2 separate regions of the Rattus norvegicus genome follow, and region 1 is linked to region 2. A link is a contact called in public Hi-C data. All regions are on one chromosome and are shown on one strand. Each heading gives the region's core, a stretch centred on a gene start, on an enhancer-like site or on the middle of the called end of the contact. The rest is flanking DNA. Distances are from core to core; before and after follow the strand shown.

Region 1 (6,047 bases), core at 1,781-4,280, 290 kb after region 2:
TTCCTCCTCCCACTTCCTCCCCCTTCCTTCTCCTTGCTGCCTTCCTTCTCTTTCTCATTGTTATTCTTCATCTCTTTGACCAACATAAAGCTAATCAAACACATATTCAATCCTTTCTGATAGACATCTATTAAGCAAAACAGGCTTATCTAATTTTGGTCATGGAATTTTAGTTGTTTTTTTTTTAATGAGAATAGTGAAAGTACCATAATATGAATATTATTGTAGAAATATACTCTTAATGTGACTGTTATTAAATTTTTACTTTTCCTAGGTGTATGGATTTAATGAAAAATAACCAGTGTGGGGAAACTAGAAATAATATGATACATACATAACTAATATAAACTTGTCAGTAGATTAAGTTCTTAATATTGGGTTTTTATCAGTAAACAATATTTCTGAAGATAACTTCCCTTGATGACTAAGGAGAAGGTGGCGAATGTTTGTCACATTTTCATTCATTTAATATTCATTTCTTAAAATTATTTTTACTCAATATTTATGCTTTGTTGGACACTAAATGTCTACTCATCAGTATGATATATTTAATCTCTGCCTTCAAAAGGCCTGCTATCTTTCCCACTTAGAATTTTGACTCAGGTAAACATAGATAAGAAGAAAGGGAACTATAAATCTGCATTATTCTAATTATATTGGTAAGGACTTTTCATCTTTCTTTCTTTCTTTCTTCCTTTCTTTCTTCCTTTCTTTATTTTTTAAGCACTTGTCTGGGTTCATGAAAAGGCACCAAAAATATTACAGAGGGGCTTCTCAGACACACACATCAACAGTAAGAACTCAATAAATATTTGTCAAGTGAACACACACAACTAATTTAATGCTTTGTTTCATACCTTTTTCTTACATAGCAATAGAAGACAGCAAGGAAAGCGCTGATTAGCAATCCGACACCAATCCCAATCGCAATGTACTTTTCATAAGAATCCACAGCATATGACGTTAGGGTCAAATGCTCACACCGTTCTCCCGTATAACCAGTAAAGCATCTTCAAAGAGAGAAAAGAACATGCAATGGTAAAGCCTACAGTGACAGAAGAACCAATGAGTGATGTATTTCAAAGAATGGGAAAAGAAACATTTGCTAAGGCACACAGGACTCAGCCCATTAAATATGAAACAGCCTGCACTTTAGCACAGTCAATTTAATAGGCTTCACACGTTCCCTCATTGACAGGAGGAAAAGGTAGAGTGCTTGTCAAGAAACTGAGCAAATCAGTGTAGGGTAAGGGAGGGTCGTGGTAGCTCCAGGATGTTATCTTCCAGAATAGATTTTCTTCTTTTGGAAATCTGTCTCATCTGGAAACCTGTGAAAGTTCAGAGTCACCTTTGCATATTGTTAGAAATGCAGATACTGACTTGATAATTATAGATCTTAAAGTCAGCATTCCAAACAAGTTTCCTGTTCTGTGCATGCTATAGTCTGGGAACTATAGTTTTGAGAAATGTGGGTAAGTAGTTTAGAAAAAAACAGGTCATAATATTCAAATACAATGGCCAGTCACATTCAGGTCAATCGTCATTTCCCCCTCCCCCTGCCATTCCATCATCCTATTCTTTTTAAATTATTTTCGAGATTATAATATAATTACATCATTTCTCCCCACTCCCCTCCAGCCTCCAAGAACTTCCATCTACTTAAGAGGAACAAGGAGTTTTCTGTGAGACTGTGTCTCCTAGAAATGACAGAGGAAACACCCGTGAGGTCTACCCAACATGGCCGCTTGAACATGACTTGAACAAGGACGTCAACAGACAAGCTAATGTGGACCAGGGTTGAGGTAGGACTCATGATTTCTCAACCCAATATGAAGAATTATGGGTAACTAAGGAATGCTGGGAACAGGAGGAGTAGTCTTCCCCAGGGAAGTACAATTCCTATTGGCCAACAAGAACCATTTATAGTGGACAAGACAGAGCAGTTTGCAACTGCTTTACCTTCTCCCATCTCTAAGACTTGCTAAGTTCGGTGCAGTAGTTACCTGCAGATGGCTTTCTTCAGCTCATGGTGGAATGCGCATGCTCCGTTAATGCAGTAACTATTATGGTCTTCCAGACAGGGATGGGAGAACTTCAAAGCTACAGGTTCTTCTATGTAGTCAGCTAGGAAAAGGGGATACATTAATTAACATTTAAATGTGTCCACTTTCATAATACAAGCTCAATACATATGTAAAGAGACCTTTTATTTCAAGAATATTTTAGATGCTTTATCCTTGGAAGTGTTGGGATTTTTTTGGGGGGGGAGGGGTGTCCTATCTAAAAGGTTGGGTTCCTTGTTGCTCCACACATTGTTAATTAGTTATAGGGTGGAGGTGGATTAGGATTGTCCCATTCTTTACAAGCGACACAATAAAGCATAGAGATGAGTTGGTCAAGAGGTGGCAGCATTGGTTCTAGCTTAGGAGGAAGTTTTGAACCATGGTTCCCAATGTAACCAATGTTAATTAGAGCAGACGGCCTCATATCACTTTGCATTTTCCCTGCATATCCCTAGGGAGTAATATGTCACCCCCTAGGGATGTAACTTTGCTCAATAATAAAATAGATGTTTATTTCCTCTTTAGAGGAGAGGATGAAAATCCCCTCTTTCACTCTTCCATGAACTTCCAGGAAATGCTGACTAGAGAGGGAACATTTTCATTGATTAGCTAGAGGGGGGCTGCCAACGCTTGATATAAGAAGTCAGAACCAGTGTGGGCTCAGGTGGCCACAGGTAATGGCAACACTACAACAGACTAAGTGAACGTTCTGCTCAGTTAAGAGGTGTTGTGGAGAAGTGGCAAAGCCCTGGGGGATGGGATCTGTAGCAGCTTTTTCTTTCTTTCATTTCAACACTGCAAAAATGACCATAGTGTGTAGTTAGTGACCAGAAACCTCCTCACGGGACACCCGTGTCAGGAAAGGGTACTCTGGAAAATCATCTGGGTTTCAGGATGCTACTGGTACTGGCATGCGAGCCGGAACACCTACTCGCACCATCCTTGGTGCTGATGCAATGGGAAAGACTCTTTGGGAAAACCGCATAATTGAATCATTGCCATCTTTAAACTTTTAAGTACAATTGGTGGCATCTTATGGTGTGTTAAGTGCATAAATCCACCTCCTTACTATTAGTCATTCCCCACACTATACTACTGTATGTGCATTCTTACAGAGGCTAAGGCAATCCTACTTAAGTGTCTTTTTGGGGGGAAAAACAGACTTAAAAACGTTCCTTCTCGTGTGAAAAAATATTAAATCTCTATATACCATCAAGATACCATATCACTTTGCTTAGAGAACACATACCAGAACTTAACATTGACATTCAGATTTGCAGACTGTGATATTTTTAACTTAATTTATCCCTTTAGGAATTTATTTGGAGACATTGAGAATCTCTGCCAGAGCCTGAAAAATACAGAGGTGGATGCTCACAGCCAACCGTTGGACTGAACACAGGGTCCCCAATGGAGGAATTAGAGAAAGGACTGAAGGAGCTGAAGAGATTTGCAACACCATAGGAAGAACAACAGCATCAACCAACCAGACCCCACTGGAGCTCCCAGGAGCTAAACCACCAACCAAAGAGTACCCATGGATGGACCGCGGGCTCCAGGCACATATGTAGCAGAGGATAGCCTTGTTGGGCATCAGTGGGAGAAGAGGCCCTTGGTCCTGTGAAGGCTTGATGCCCCAGTGTAGGGGAATGCCAGGGCAGGGAGGTGGGAGTGGGTGAGTGGGTAGGGGAGCACCCTCATAGAAGCAGGGGGGAGAGGGAATGGGATGGAGGTTGGCAGATTGGAAACCAGGAAAAGGGATAACATTTGAAATGTAAATAAATAAAATATCCAATAAAAAGAAGAGAATTTTTCATTCAAATTGTACTGAGTTATTCTTAATTTAAAACAAACCGAGTTCACTCAAGCAAATCTAAAGAATTCTCTTGAAAATATGAGAATTTGAAAGAAACCATTTCCAGAGAAAGGGCACCCCAGAGAGACTCATTTTTCCTTGGAGGGGAAGAAGTTAGTTATAATTTCATCAAAGCGTTTATAAGATATAAGATGTATATTTTTAAGTTAAAAAGCAAAACAAGAGGCAATAGCCCACTGTTAGATACTTAGCATGCACAAGGCTCTGTCTGTCCCAGCATTGCAACAAAGCAGGGGAAAATACAAACTTTTTTCCACAAAGAAAGCAAAGGAAAGAAATAGCTCCTCCCTTTCTTCATTGCTGTTGTTATGTAAATCAGAGACTTCATTTACAGCTCAGCAATCGGAGAGAGGAAAAGGGTAAGACTTGCTGGAAACAAGTCTATGACATCAACCATTGAGATGAAACCATGTCCTCAAACTTTCTTATATTTTAGGGTTGTGGGCCCAGCCTTTAATGGCTGAGCCATCTCTCCAGCCTATCTTTAAATTTTCTACACATTCTTTTTTAGCAAAATCAACATCCAAAAGCCAAATGGGCAACACAATTTTTTTAGGCGTTTAAAATTATTGGCAAAATGGGGATCAGTTAGGGATTCCCCTTTTTTCATTTTCAGAAAAGAACCATTTGGCTTCATCTTCTTTTCTTGGCTAGACCCTGAAGACAAAATAAAGAGTTCCTGGGTCCTGGTTTATCATCATCTCTCTATCAGGGGCCATTATGAGTTCTGTGAGAGACATTAGCCATTCAGACTCAGGTCTTGACAGGCAAGGAGCTCTCCAAGTTCATCTCTAGTTCAAATAATTTTGAAAGGTGTGCTACAATGCCATGCCCAGCAGGAGCAAGAAGTCTTTGTGATAAAGCACATTGAGATGGAAATATATGACCACCACCAATGATAACCAAAGCAAGGTTTGATCAGGAAATGCATCATATGCTAAAATGACAAGCCACAAGAAAAGGCCTTCCCAAAGATGAACAAAAGCACTGCTTCTTGTAGCTGTCATTTCTGTGGCTGCTAAGCTTCCTGTCCTAGGTCAAAATACAATGTCTCTCCTCTAGAATGTCAAAGTCATATTCAGTTACACCCAGTATAAAGGGTCATTGGGAGTCAAGCAGAATCCCAACGAACCCCATGGCAGGTCTCACATTTTAGGAGGATAGTGGAAGATAGGCAGCTTTTCTCACCCCTGCCTCATTCACTTCCTTCTTGTATATATTTTTTAAAAAGGCAACCCTTGGCAGACACACCTACCTGTCACTTCAGCTTAACTTCATCTCTCTGAAATAGCTGATTATCTAAAAAGATTTAGTTAAAAATTTTCAACTGTTCTCCGTCCTAATGCAACATTCTGCTGAAAGTTTGAAAGACGTCCCTTGAGCTAGAGTGGGAAGAAGAGGATACCTTCTGTGATGTTAAGTGTCCAGTCGCTCTGCTGCGTCGTCGTACTGGGAGGGACGGCCTCGGTTTCTTCACTCAGTGCTGCCTTCATTGCTGTGGTGGGGAGGGGGCGGGAGAAAGTCTTTCACAGGTGAGCTTCCTTTGTGTATTAACAACAGATCGGGGTTGGGGATTTAGCTTCCTTGCCTAGGAAGCGCAAGGCCCTGGGTTCGGTCCCCAGCTCCGGAAAAAAAAAAAGAAGAACAACAACAACAACAAAAAAAAACAGACCCAAAGGGGCTCTTATCCGGGAGGTTCCCATTTTCTGTTCTGGTTCTAACTCATTGCATTCACTGAAGTCCAGAACCTGACAAGAGCAGTTCCAGACTACTTTTTAGCTGTCCCCTTGACAAGAGTACAGTTATGGAAGACTAGAATACACTCATTCTCGGGAGAAAGTTCATGTATTCACATAACTCATTCAATCGCCACGCACAGCTTACTGTAGGACAGTAGCTGTTATCAAGTGTGCTTCAATTACATAAAGCAAACGCTTCAGGCAGAGAGAGACAGAGACAGAGACAGAGACAGAGAGATTTTCTATAAAAGCATAATTAACCCACACATCCCTTGTTCTGATCGTTGCCAGGAACAGCTTCGAATCCAGAGAACGAGATCTTCACATTTGGAGGTGGCACAAAGGTAATAAAAAGGAAATTACGCACCT
Region 2 (6,201 bases), core at 2,386-4,885:
ACTATGTTTAGGTATGGGCCTTGAATTCCTGATCTTTGCAGGATTTTTATCATGAAGGGGTGTTGAATTTTGTCAAATGCTTTCTTAGCATCTAATGAAATGATCATGTGGTTCTTATCTTTGAGTTAGTTTATATACTGGATTACATTGATGGATTTCCATGTATTAAACCATCCCTGCATCCTTGGGATGAAACCTACTTGGTCATGATGGATGATCATTTTGATGTGTTCTTGGATTCGGTTTGCAAGAATTTCATTGAGTATTTTGCGTTGCTATCCATAAGGGAAATTGGTCTGAAGTTCTCTTTCTTTGTTGGGTCTTTGTGTGGTTTTGGTATAAGAGTAATTGTGGCTTCATCAAAGGAATTCGGTAGTGCTCCATCCATTTCTATTTTGTGGAATAGTTTGGACAGTATTGGTATGAGATCTTCTCTGAAGGTCTGATAGAATTCTGCACTAAACCCATCTGGTCCTGGGCTCTTTTTGGTTGGGAGACTTTTAATAATTGTTTCTATTTCTTTAGGAGTTATAGGTCTATTTAGATGGTTTATTTGTTCCTTAATTAACTTTGGTACCTGGTATCTGTCTAGAAAATTGTCCATTTCCTCCAGATTTTTCATTTTTGTTGAATACAGGCTTTTGTAGTAGGATCTGATAATTTTTTGAATTTCCTCAGATTCTGTTGTCTCCCTTTTCATTTCTGATTTTGCTAATTTGGATACACTCTCTGTGACCTCTGTTTAGTCTGGCAGTCTCTAATTTCTTTCTTTATTTCTTCCTTGACCAAGTTGAGTAGAGCATTGTTCAACTTCCATGTATATGTGGGTTTTCTGTCATTATTGTTGTTATTGAAGACCATCCTTAGTCCATGGTGATCTGATAGGATGCATGGGATTATTTCTATCTTCCTGTATCTGTTGAGGCCTCTTTTGTGATCAATTATATGGTCAATTTTGGAGAAAGTAACATGAGGTGCTGAGAAGAAGGTATATCCTTTTGTTTTAGGATGGAATGTTCTATAAATATCTGTTAAGTTCATTTGGTTCATAACTTCTGTTAGTTTCTCTATGTCTCTGTGTAATTTCTGTTTCCATGATCTGTTCATTGATGAGAGTGGGGTGTTGAAATCTCCTACTATTATTGTGTAAGGTGCAATGTGTGATTTGTGCTTTAGTAAGGTTTTTTTTTTAATGTATGTAGGTGCCCTTGCCTTTGGAGCATAGATATTTAAGATTGAGAGTTCATCTTGGTGTATTGATGAATATGAAGTGTCCTTCCTTATTTTTTTCTATGACTTTTGGTTGAAAATCAATTTTATTTGACATTAGAATGGCAACTCCAGTTTGTTTCTTTGGGCCATTTGCTTGGAAAGTTGTTTTCCAGCCACTTACTCTGGGGTAGTGTCTGTCTTTGTCTCTGAGGTGTGTTTCCTGTATGCAGCAAAATGCTGGGTCCTCTTTACGGATCCAGTCTGCTAATCCATGTCTTTTTATTGGGGGGATTGAGTCTGTTGATGTTGAAAGATATTAAGGAATAGTGATAGTCGCTTCCTGTTATTTTCATTGTTAGAGGTGGAATTGTGTTCGTGTGTTTCTCCTTTGGTTTCATTGTAAGGAGAATATATTCTTGCTTTCTGTATGGCATAGTTTCTCTCCTTGTATTGGAGTTATCCAGCTATTATCCTTTGTAGGGCTGGATTTGTAGAAATTGTGTAAATTTGGTTCTGTCATGGAATATTTTGATTTCTCCATCTATGTTAATTGAGAGTTTTGCTGGATATAGTAGCCTGGGAAGACATTTGTTTTCTCTTAGGGCCTGCATGACATCTGCCCAGGATCTTCTGGATTTCATAGTCTCTGTTGAGAAGTCTGGTGTAATTCTTATAGGTCTGCCTTTATATGTCACTTGACCTTTTTCCCTTACTGCTTTTAATATTCTTTCTTTGTTTTGTGCATTTGGTGTTCTATTATGTGATGGGAGGAATTTCTCTTCTGGACCAATCTATTTGGAGTTCTGTAGGCTTCTTGTATGTTTATGGGCATCTCTTTCTTTAGGTTAGGGAAGTTTTCTTCTATAATTTTGTTGAATATATTTATTGGCCCTTTAAGTTGGGAGTCTTCACTCTCTTCTATACCTATTATCCTTAGGTTTGATCTTCTCATTGTGTCCTGGATTTCCTGGATGTTTTGTGCTAAGAGCTTTTTGCATTTTACATTGTCTTTGACAGTTTTGTTATTCTTTTCTCTGGTTCCTTCTGCCCCTGTGATTCTCTCTTCTATCTCTTGTATTCTTTTGGCGATGCTTGTCTCTATGACTCCTGATCTCTTCCTTAGGTTTTTTATTTCCAGGATTGTCTCCCTTTGTGCTTTCTTTATTGTTTCTATTTCTATTTTTAAATTCTGGACGGTTTTGTTCAATTCCTTTGCTTGTTTTGTTGTGTTTTCCTATAATTCTTTCAGGGATTTTTGTGTTTCCTCTTTAAGGGCTTCTACTTGTTTACTTGTGTTATCCTGCATTTCTTTAAGGGAGTTCTTTATGTCCTTCTTAAAGTCCTCCATCATTATCATAAAATGTGATTTTGAATCTAAACCTTGCTTTTCTGGTGTGTTTGGATATCCAGTATTTTCTTCGGTGGGAGAACTGGGCTCTGATGATGCCAAATATTCTTGCTTAAGAATATTTCTGTTGCTTAAGTTCCTACACTTGCCTCTAGCCATCGGTTGTCTCTGGTGTTTGCTTCTCTTGCTATTTCTGACAGTGACTTGACCCTGCTGTAGGCCTCTGTGTCAGCACTCCTATAAAACTGTTTTCTTGTTTTCTTTCAGCTGGCTCTGGGACCAGGTGCTCTGATCTCAGGTGTGTAGGTGCTCCAGGTGACTGTCTTTCAGCTCTAGGTGCAGGCAGGAATCAGATGGCTCCTGCCCCTGACTGCTCTTAGGTCCTTGCACCTGGGGTGCCAGCTGGCACTAGGTGAGTCCCTCTTGGGTGGGGAATGTGGGCAGAGGGTAGTCTCCTCTGATTTCTCAGGAGTGTCCACACTTCTGAGGGTCCAGCTCTCTTCCCCCATGGGATTTGAGTGCAGGGAGCTGTTTGACCTGTTCAGTTCAGTTCTAGGCACAGACCAGAACTGCAGGTACAGGCAGCTGACTGTTCCTATATTCCTATGTCCAGAGGCACTATGCAGTTTCCTCTTGGACCAAGGATGTGGGCAGAGGTAGGCAGAAGTGATAGTCTATCCTGCGGTCTCAGGATGTCTGCACTTCTGGGTGTTCAGCTCTCTTCCCCATTGGATTTGGGTGCAGGGAACTGTGGGATGGTATTTGTTCGGTTCTGGGCACAGCCAGCCCTATTTTTTAAATTTATTTATTTTTATTCTTTAATCCTTTTTAATAATCCAGACTTCATCCCCCTCCTGGTCTGCCGCCAAACTGCTCCCCATCACATACACCCCTCCATCTCCAAGAGGATGCCCCCCGACACATACACCCTTACCAGGCCTCCCCATTCCCTGGGGCCTCAAGTCTCTCAAGAGTTAGTGCATCTTCTCTCATTGAGTCCAGACCAGGCAGTCCCTTTGTGTATGAGTCAGAGGCCTCATATCAGCTGGTATGTGCTGCCTGGTTGATGGCTCAGTGTCTGAGAGATCTCGGAGGTCCAGGTTTGTTGAGACTGCTGGTCTTCTTTATAGGGTTGCCCTCCTCCTCAGCTTCTTCCAGTTTTCTCCCAATTACAACACAGGGGGCTCTGGCTTCTCTCCATTGGTTAGGTGCTATTAATCTGTATCTGATAATAGCTGCTTGTTGGACCTTTTAGAGGGTAGCCATGCTAAGAATTTTGCTATTGTTATGAATCATAATGTAAATATCTGTGTCTTCTGATGGTCTCAGGTCACCCCTGTGGAAGGGATTTAGATATAACTGACGCATCAAGGCTGAAAGATAAGAAGGCAGCACACTGTACTGAGATTGGGTACCCAAGGAAAGGCACAGATGGGTGAGCTTGCTGCTCTGTTGTTTCTTTGCCCCCTTTATCCCAGATTGATACTGGAAGAAGCTGGTAGCCCAGGAATATGGATGAAAGTGCCAAACCACAAAACCAATCTGCAGGCTCCAGCTGCAGCCTGTGCTCTACTCAAAGGTACAGGAAGTAGGCATCTGAGCAACCTAGCACTTTTGGACAACAGCCACGCTCCCCCTCAGCCAAGCAGGGAGAGTGGAGTCCCTCTGACAACCAAGACAGAGTGTGGAGTTATACTTATGACAAACCCCTAAATTATAACGAATAAAACACACAGACGTTATATACACAATGCTATACAATTCTGACTCAAAACTCAGAGAAGATCCAGGTAAATGGAGAAATGGCATCATCATGCATTGGAAGACTCTAGAGAACATAGATTCTAATTTTCTCAAAGCTGATGTCAAGGCCTTTTTTTTTTTTAATGTGACGAAATAAAATGTAATAAGATGAAGCAAAAACCATAATGTAGACGTTGAATAAGTCAACCCAAGAGAAAAAAAAAAGAGTTCGAAGAGTAGGCACAAGTATCAAGACCCACTCATCCCCACACTGAGGAGTCCCATACAGACACCAAGCTGATGGTTATAACATATATGCAGAGGACGTGGTGCAGACGCATGCTGGCCCTGTGCTTGCTGCTCCTATCTCTATGAACTCATATGCACCTTGCTTAGCTGATTCAGTGGGCCTTGTTCTCCTGGTGTCTAACCCCTCTGACTCTTACCATGCCCTCTTCTGTGGAATTGAGGGGAGGGATTTAATGGAGACACCCCATAGAGACCCTCCTCTTGATGTCTGGCCACAGGTCTCTGCATCTGTCCTCACCTGCTGCCCGAGGAAGCTTCTTGGATGACGATTGGTTATGGCAATTTTCTCAAAACTGATGTCAAGATTTAATATAATTCTTGTCACAAGTCAGAAAGATTTTATTTTTTAGACATTGATGATATCGTTCTAGATTTATATAGGGAGGCAAAAAAACATCCCCCACTGGAATATTTAAAATTATATCAAAGAAGAGAAGTAAAGGGAAAAGTCATTCTGCTTAGTTCACATTATGTAGGTTTAGTAGCCCACCTATGTAGCACTAAGGGGACGGACACAAGGACAAACAGAGGAAGTGGCAAACCTTAGAAAACCACATGCGAAGATGTTGGATTTTCTTGTTTTATTGCAGTAAAATGCATATGAGACAAAAATCTGGCACGTTAACTGTATTTACATTTGGTCGATGATGCTAAATGCTTTTAGTGTGTTATCTCTCCACCATCCAGCCCCTGGCTCTTGTCAATCCCATTTCACAGTGATTCCGCGTGTTCCCTACCCAAGATCCCAGCCATCACAGCTCTGCTCTCTGTGGCCAAGCTGACTGCTCTGGCTTCACACGGTGGATACCTAAGTACCCACTGGGGATTTCCTTGCTTCACACAACAGAGTCCTACAGATCTGTCCAGGTTGTAACACATGTCAGAATTCCCTGTTAAAGGCTGAGTAATGCTCTACCATGCATACACCTCACATCCAGTTCTTGTGTTGGTGGACAGGTAGTTTCTGCCTTTTGGTGAAACTCTGAGAAGGACTTAGAAGTTTCCTATGAATATGGGAGAACAAAATCAGACTGTGCCTCCCCATAGAAATACTCACAGAACTGCGGCCTCTCTTTTTATGCCAATTCTATTACTAAGGCTTTGAGAAATGCTATTCTGCTGTTCACTGTGCCTGCATCATTTTGCAGTTGCTGCCAACGATGCCCAGGGTTAAGATTCCCTCTCCTCATCTGTTTGGGGCAAATATGTACCCTTTGAACCAACTGACTTTGCGACAATAACATCACTTTTTGTTTCTTTGGTACTTTCCCAACTCTATTCCGTATTCATTGTTCTCCCACTGTAATAGCCACAACACTGACTAAAATCTTACAGCTTGAGGGTCCAGGCTGGGGCCATGATGATATGTCCTTTCTCCCAACCTCAGCTGTTGTATAAGTATCAGGAATGATGTCCCTGATCTCTTTTTCTCCATGGGCAGAAGTTATAGCAACCTGAGCAGTTTCTTACGGGGCGGTTACAGATTTAGACTGCTTTGTACGTGCAGCCGTTACAGCATCAGCATCCAACGTCACAGCTCTCCTGGCTTCTACTGAGCACCGAGACTGATCTTCACCACGCCTTCTTCG

The links. A called contact is a pair of places that touch in the nucleus more often than the background predicts.
Region 1: a Hi-C map of the A7r5 cell line shows a contact between it and region 2, with 10 times the contacts expected there. The contact joins two enhancer-like sites. A contact is called at or near these places in 5 of 12 Hi-C or Micro-C datasets (the A7r5 cell line, kidney, liver and 1 more).

The regions. Positions count from the first base shown.
Region 1 is chr14:17,362,656-17,368,702 of GRCr8, forward strand. It overlaps Epgn (epithelial mitogen), which reads right to left. Exons shown (of 5, transcript NM_001305170.1): 1 at 6,046-6,047; 2 at 5,345-5,434; 3 at 2,004-2,124; 4 at 858-1,010. Among named protein-coding and RNA genes, the nearest start is that of Epgn, 3.3 kb to the right of the region's middle. Within about 2 kb of position 3,031, at least 2 of the 93 cell types and tissues checked have an H3K27ac peak or open chromatin away from gene starts, as enhancers often do. A contact at or near this core is called in the A7r5 cell line, where this site is marked.
Region 2 is chr14:17,070,661-17,076,861 of GRCr8, forward strand. No RefSeq gene overlaps it. Among named protein-coding and RNA genes, the nearest start is that of Btc, 81 kb to the left of the region's middle. Within about 2 kb of position 3,636, at least 5 of the 93 cell types and tissues checked have an H3K27ac peak or open chromatin away from gene starts, as enhancers often do. A contact at or near this core is called in the A7r5 cell line, where this site is marked.